Regions from separate parts of the Ovis aries genome. Here region 1 is linked to region 2. A link is a contact called in public Hi-C data. All regions are on one chromosome and are shown on one strand. Each heading gives the region's core, a stretch centred on a gene start, on an enhancer-like site or on the middle of the called end of the contact. The rest is flanking DNA. Distances are from core to core; before and after follow the strand shown.

Evidence for each region. Hi-C and Micro-C count contacts between places; a contact is called where the count stands out from the background.
Region 1: a contact with region 2 is called in a Hi-C map of muscle, with 3 times the contacts expected there. The contact joins the enhancer-like site here to the promoter of FAM110D in region 2. A contact is called at or near these places in 2 of 16 Hi-C or Micro-C datasets (muscle and tail adipose tissue).

Annotation. Positions count from the first base shown.
Region 1 is chr2:240,790,239-240,793,709 of ARS-UI_Ramb_v3.0, forward strand. SLC30A2 (solute carrier family 30 member 2) reads left to right here. Exons shown (of 8, transcript XM_042244527.2): 8 at 1-1,134. The coding sequence ends at 18. It overlaps EXTL1 (exostosin like glycosyltransferase 1), which reads right to left. Exons shown (of 10, transcript XM_042244526.1): 10 at 2,328-3,471. Among named protein-coding and RNA genes, the nearest start is that of SLC30A2, 8.7 kb to the left of the region's middle. Within about 2 kb of position 1,798, at least 20 of the 54 cell types and tissues checked have an H3K27ac peak or open chromatin away from gene starts, as enhancers often do. A contact at or near this core is called in muscle and tail adipose tissue, where this site is marked.
Region 2 is chr2:240,673,909-240,677,190 of ARS-UI_Ramb_v3.0, forward strand. It overlaps FAM110D (family with sequence similarity 110 member D), which reads right to left and starts at 1,316. Exons shown (of 2, transcript XM_027965489.2): 1 at 1,269-1,316. The coding sequence starts at 1,276.

The DNA of each region.
Region 1 (3,471 bases), core at 548-3,047, 120 kb after region 2:
CGGGGCCCCTCGGACTGACCACTCGACCAGGCATCAACAGGGCGGGCACAGGCCTGCCAATGGCTGGATTGAGTGTCCCCCGCCGACCCCCAGGCTCAGCCAGGTCTTTGCCTGCCCTGGCTGGGTTATGAACCAGGTCCTCCTCCTGACCGCTGCTCCATGTTCAGTGACGAGGGGCCTTGTCCAGAAATGGGCTCCTCCCTTGCCTCCCTCATCTGACTACTGCCAGCCCCAGGAGGGGAACCGGCAGGTATGGAGCTGGTGTGACCGCACTCCTCCAGCTCCCGGCGGGGCAGAGTTCGGGCCTAATCCTCAGCTAATGCCACCCAACTACCAGCCTCTGGAAAGGCAGTGAGGCACAGAGAGAGGTGACAGAGGGGAGACCAGCCTCGTTGTCTCCTCACCTGCCTGCCTAACTCCCCATTTTTGGTCTGTCTGGCCTCTGCCTTATGCATCTGCGAAGCAGCTCTGCGAACCGAGCCCCCTTCCTATGCCTCCGAAAATACGCTTTAAGGAGGCCATAGGCCCCAGAAATCAGGATCCAGGGGGCACCTGAGGCTGATCTGTGCCTGAATCATTTCACTTTGATTTCATTTCACGTTTCCTTTTCCTGGAGGGAGGGGGCTTCTGACTAGGTAAGGACCTGCTGGGTTCCTCTTTCCTTATCCCACCCTCACCCAAGAAGCCGTGCCAATGCAAAGGTGCCCTGGCATGAGAGGTGGAGGTGGGCGGAGCCCCAGAGCTCCCCGGCCACCCCTCTTGCTCTGATTGTGTCCTGGGGTCAAGGAGCCTGACATCAGATATGGTTGGGCCGGCTCTGTTGCCAGCATGTCCTGGCCTGCTCAGAACTTGGGGATGGACGACAAAGCAGGCACAACCCAAACAGGAGCCCCCGGCTTCCTGAATTAGAAGGTGGCTCATGCTTCCGCAATGAAGTGGAGGGACGTGTCCCCAGTCTGTGTCGCAGAGGAGGCGCGCTCCCAGGCTGCAGGCGGCCCTGATCTAACAGTCTGTCTCTGCCCTCAGGCGGGTCAGGGCCTGTCTCATCTGTGGGCTGAGAACGTGGACACCCACCTCACAGGGTTGTTGTGAGGCTTGGAGCCAAAGTGGGCTGAGCACATGGTGGTTGTGGAAGAGTGGCTCCTTTTCTCATCATTCTGGAAGGATGGCCAGAGGAGCCAGGTGCGCTCCCAGCCTCCTGGGGCAGCATTGGGTTTGTCTTGACCCTGTCCTGACCTATGGTGGGAGCAGGAGGGGCTGGTCACTCTCACCTTCCCCTCTGAGCCTCTCTGTTCCCATCAGTGAAATTACCTCTTTGTGCCTTTTCAGCACTCCCATCCAGGGTTGCCTGTGATCTCATTCTATCCGCAGGTTCTTCAGCCCCTTAAAATCAGGGGGAAGTTGTGTTGGCTTGGATATGTGTGTGTGAGACAGAGAGACTTCTGGTTGATGGAGCTCCATTCCACCCCAGTCTTCCTCCCCGCGGCCATCACAGGCCACAAGAGCCCAGATCGCTGTGCTATATGCCAAGTCTGCACACCCCTCTCGAGAGACAGCCATTGCTGTCCTCCCTTTTTGCAGATGAGAAAACTGAGGCTCAGAGAGGTTGAGTCACTGGCTCAAAGTCACACAGCCGGTATGAGGCAGGTCTGGGATTTCTGCCTCATTCCCCTAGGCCTCCCCCTACAGCAGGGGCTGGGGACTTGCTCTGGGCTACATGTTGGTACAGTATGAGCCTTTTGGCCTGGCAGCCCACAGGTTGAGGCCTTGCCAAGGCAGTTCAGCGTTCTGGGTGCAGCAGCTAGGAGTGCAGAGGGAAAAGGTGCCTCTTTCCCCATCTGGGCCTGGCACTTGGAGTCCTCCCCACCCTGGGAAGACTGCCTGGGCCGCAGCTGTGTACTTCCTCACCCACTGTCCTTGACTCAGGGCCAGACTGTCTCCCCTCCCCTTTAACTCCCAGTGCCCCCTCCACGTCAAGAATCTAGCAGCCCGTAGCTCCCCAGAGAGAGAGCCTTCTCGGCACCCCACACTGTAAGCTGCTCCAGGGATGACCTGAGTCATCCAGGGGCCAGAGGTCAAACTGGAGGATGGAGGTGGGAGGCCTTGGAATGGCCTTGGGGACAGCATGTTCTGGCCAGCAAGCTAGTCACTAGTCACGGGAGTTTCCAGAGCTGCGAGGCCATCAAAGCAGAAAAACACCCGATACCCTGGACCTGGTTTGGACCCACCATCCCTGTCCCTCTCTCTCAGAGTGGCCCCAGATCCCAGGCGAGACCTGAGTCCACCTCCCCCGTGCAGCTGCCTTGGAGGTATTTATAGCCTGAGCGTGAGGCAGCAAGGACACGCACTTTTATTTCGGAAGTGATAATGCCAGTTCCAGGTGGGTGAGCCCAGGAAGACCCAGAGTCCCCTCCCCTACTCTAATCTCACTACCAGGGCCCTGGGCACCGCCCTTGCCACCACTCAGCCCGCCTAGAAACGGCCCCCCTTCTTAGTCCAAAGTGTGTGGGCCAAACCAGTTTTCAGACGTCAAACTGGGCACCACCAACCAACCTCCAAGACCCCGCTAATCCCACCCAGCAGGCGTTTAGAAGTCCCTTCTCGGTCCTGGATCTGCCTGCAGTGCAGGAGACCTGGGTTCGATCCCTGAATTGGGAAGACACCCTGGAGAAGGGAAAGGCTACCCACTCCAGTATTCTGGCCTGGAGAATTCCATGGACTGTAAAGCCCATGGGATCACAAAGAGTCGGACAAGACTGAGCGACTTTCACTCTCGGTCCCGGAATAGGAAGCGCGGCTCGGTGCTGACCTCTAATGGACGAGGCTGATAGTGCCGGACGACGGCAGTGCCTGAGCCGAGGGGCCACCGGCGTGCCCACCTCCTCCCCTCCCAACTCTGCTCCGCCCGGTGGAGAAGGAAGCCCTGAAACTTGCTCCCCGGCGCGTCTTTGCTCCATCCCTGGGGCTCCAGGATTGTGCCCGGCAAGCCAGGAACCTGCGGCAAAGATGCCTCCCGGGGTGTAGGCGTGGAGTTCACTCTGCACACCTTGTCCACGTCCCCGCCCACTGTCGGCACAGGGCCCAGGCCCGTAGCTGATGTCTATCTGATCGTCAAATATTTGTGGCGTACCTGCCAGGCCAGAGAGAGGAGGCCACGGCCCTTCCCTCCTGGGGGCCTGACAGCGTACCTGTGCAAGCCAGCATGAATAAGGGGACTACGGGACACACCGGCTGTGAAAGCGCAGAGGATCGGGGCGGGGGTGGGGGTCAGGCAGGTTCGTGGAGGAGGCGAGGACCTGAAAGAGAAGCAGATGTTAGCTCGGCAGAGAAGCCGAGAAAGGCATTCCAGGTAAAGGGTCTGCGAAGGCAGAGGCCAGGCGGCAGATGTAGCGCGGAGCACGTGGGAACTGCCACTGGGCTGGAGGAGGGGGCGAGGCTGTTGCTGGCCAATCGGGATCGGCCGTGTTGGGC
Region 2 (3,282 bases), core at 66-2,565:
GGCAGGGCCATCAGGGAAAGAGAGGGAGATGGTCACCACGTCACTTCAGCCAGCTATCTGCCACTCAGTCTGTGCCCCTTCGAAGGGAATTCCAGAATGCCCAGCTTGTAAACATCACTTTGTTTGCCCCTTGCACTTCCATTCCACAGAAGAGAAAACTGGCGCAGAGAGGAGGGGCTAGTTCAGGTCTCACTGAGAGTTTGGGCCCAGGACTGGAACACAGGTCTCTTGCTTTGTAGTTTGAATCTCTCACTTGCCTATCAGAACTTTCCTCTAGGTTTTGCTTCTATTCTTGCCGCTTTAACACCAAGCGATTTCCGTGAGAGATGGGCCCCTTACCTCACTAAAAAGTTCCTTCCACTAATTCTTCCCAGGAACTTGTACTCCCAGAAACCTGCCCTCCAGGTCCCCCACCCTGAGACCCCCATGACCCTTCTTCTCCACCTTCCTTTTTTGCTGGGGAAGGGGGCCCGGAGGGATTGTAAATCAAGAGCTGACAGTTCCCTTGGCAGTAATAGAATGGGCCACCCACACAGCCCAGCACACTCCACCCGACTTCTGTTTCCCTGCTCCTCCCATCCTCCATTCAGCTGAGAGGGACACAGCAGTTTTAGGGGCTGAGGAGACCTCCTTGGGCTGGAGGCAACAAAGGAACACAACTTGCCAGGGATGGGGGGAGGGGAGTAGAAACTCTACCAATCCCACGCACCCCAGGGCAGCCTGCATGAGTATAAATGCACACACATACACCCACTTAGTGTCCAGTAAGTCAGCCCATAGGTAGCTGGTGACTGGGAACCCAGGCAGCAAGGAGAGCCTGGCAGTGCCCTCCTTCCTGCCTCCCAAAGACTCAACTTGGCAACAGGTCTGATTCCAAGGTCCCAGGAGGGATCTGTGCTTGTCTGACCTCATAGGTACCCTCCTGTCCCCTCCTCTTCCCAGCCCTGAGCAGGAGGCTATAAAAAGTTCCTAAACACAGGGACCAAAATAGTTTGCTGTCCACTGCCTCTTCCTGGCCTTCTGAGCTCCTTGGTGCCCGACCGCAGACGTTCCCTCCCTAGAAGCCTGGCAGACATCCTTGTGCCCTCTGTCCCTCTGCCCACCTTTCCCAGCACTGGGGTCGGCGGGCTGACAAACTTTGCCCAAGCTTCCGGCTATGGACACAGATGCCAGCTGGGGAACAGTGCTCCCTGGCTTGGTGCCAGTCTCCGTGCCCTTGGGTGCCTGGGTGCCCTCCCACCCCAGCTCCCGGCTCAGGATGCACTCACCTCTGCATGGAGAGGCTGAATGCCAGGGTCCCCAGGCAGGTCCAGACTGAAGGCAGAAGGGACAGCGGGGACTGGAAGTAACTTTGGTGGCAGCCAAACCTCACTCTCCACAGGAAAAGCCAAGAGAGCCTCCACCCCCCAGATTAACCCTTGCCTTCCTGACCTGGAGCCTGGCCTCTGTTAACTCCTTCCTGGTCACCATCTCAGAGCAGGGGAGGACCCTTGGATGACGTCCAGCTCCTTTATTTAGCCAATGGTCACACAGGCCCTGGCAGGTTAAGTGGTTTGCATAGAGGCACAGTAAGCTTGGGGCACAGCCAGCCCAAACAAGGTCTCTGGTTCCCCAGCTTCCTCCAGAGGCCTGGGGTGGGGACAAGTTATTCACGTGGGGTCAGCCCGCTCTGCTGGGCCTTGGTGGATGCTCTTCGTTCAGATGGGAAGGCAGGGCAGGGTTCTAGTACACCATGCTTTTTCCCTCTGGAGCAGGTTTAGATCTGTCCTGGCCTGCGTGTGTGAAAGGTGTCAAGCTTGCTCTCCCTAGGGGTGAGGCCAGGAATCTGCAGCCCAAAAGTGGGGACAGGGGTGCCACAGATACGCAGGGTGAGCCCCTCCCAACAAATCTTGGCAGGAAGGTCACAAGGGAGCCCACTGGAGAGGCCTCTGCCCAAGATCCTCTGATGGCAAATGGAATTGGCTGGGAAGAGGGTAATGAAGGGATGGGTCCAAGCCTGCGGAAAGGACCTCTTTCCCTCTTTGTCCCCATCGGGGACTTCTAGAGCTGGCCTAGTTTATTATTTGACACCTCACTTCTCAGGGGGGGAGTCCTGTCCCCACAATGCTGGTTCCAGGAGTGCACCTCCTCCTCTCTCCCCACTGGGAAAACTCTGCAGTACCCAGAGCCCCAAGACTAGTGCCCCTGCCAAGGGGTCCCTGCACAAATCTCTTTCCCTCCCTTCTAGCACTTTTTAAGCACGTTTGTGCCTTTGCTCTCTGATCTCCTTTGTCCTCCACAAAGACCCTAAACAGCAGACCCAGCAGGGGTGACCGCCCCACTTGATAGGCAAGGAAACAGGATCAGGGGGTGCCTAATTCCAACCCCAAATCCACTCTTTCCACTGCACCCTCAGCCTGGCAAGTAAGGTAATAAGTCTGAAAACTACAAGGCCCGTCTCCTGGTAACGGATTTTATTACCTAAAGGGAGTATTTTTTGTTGTTGTTCATCCATACTGTGTTGTTACAACGCTCTACAAAATGCTCTAATGTACATGATCAGAATTCATCCCCAGGACTGCGTTTCAGAAGTAGGTTTATTATTTTCTCCATTGGACTGCTGAAGAGAATGAGACTCAGGTGAAATGATTTATCAAGTTCACACAATGAGGAATACTAGTTAACGTGTATTAAGAGACTGATACATGCTAGGCACTGTTCTAAGTACTTCGCACAATGATTAACACATTTAATCCTTAAAACCACCCAATGAAATAGGGACTTTCATTCTCCTGGTTTTACGGATGAAGGTGGGGTGCCCAGTAGCCCTGAGATCTGGCCCTGAAGGGGTTAAGCATGAGGCCGGGCAGAGCCCAGCTGGGATGCTGTCAATGGCAGGAAACCTGGCCTGTGAAGGAGGGGGAGGATGGGGCTGTTGTGTCTGACTCTTATACAACCCCCATCCTTTTGGTCTTAAAGGACCATCCGGGTTGGGAAGAAGGGCAGGCAAGGGGCCTCCTTCTCAGCTCTGGACAGACACCAGGTTACAGAAAGAGGGGCCTTCTGAGTCAGTGCAGGTCCCTGCCCTGGACTGGCCCCCGATCTGACGAGGGTGAGTGGAAGTGAGCCCACTTCCCCTTAGGAGTGGTCAAGAGTTGGGGAGACACAGTCCTAGGCCCGGGAGCCCCCAGTCCTAGAGGGGAGACACAGCCCTGCCCCCCATGGGTCTGGATGGGGTTTGGTCAAAGAGCCTGCTCTCAGGAGCTCCCAGTCTGAGAGGTGACAGTAGTCTGTCCCAGGAGG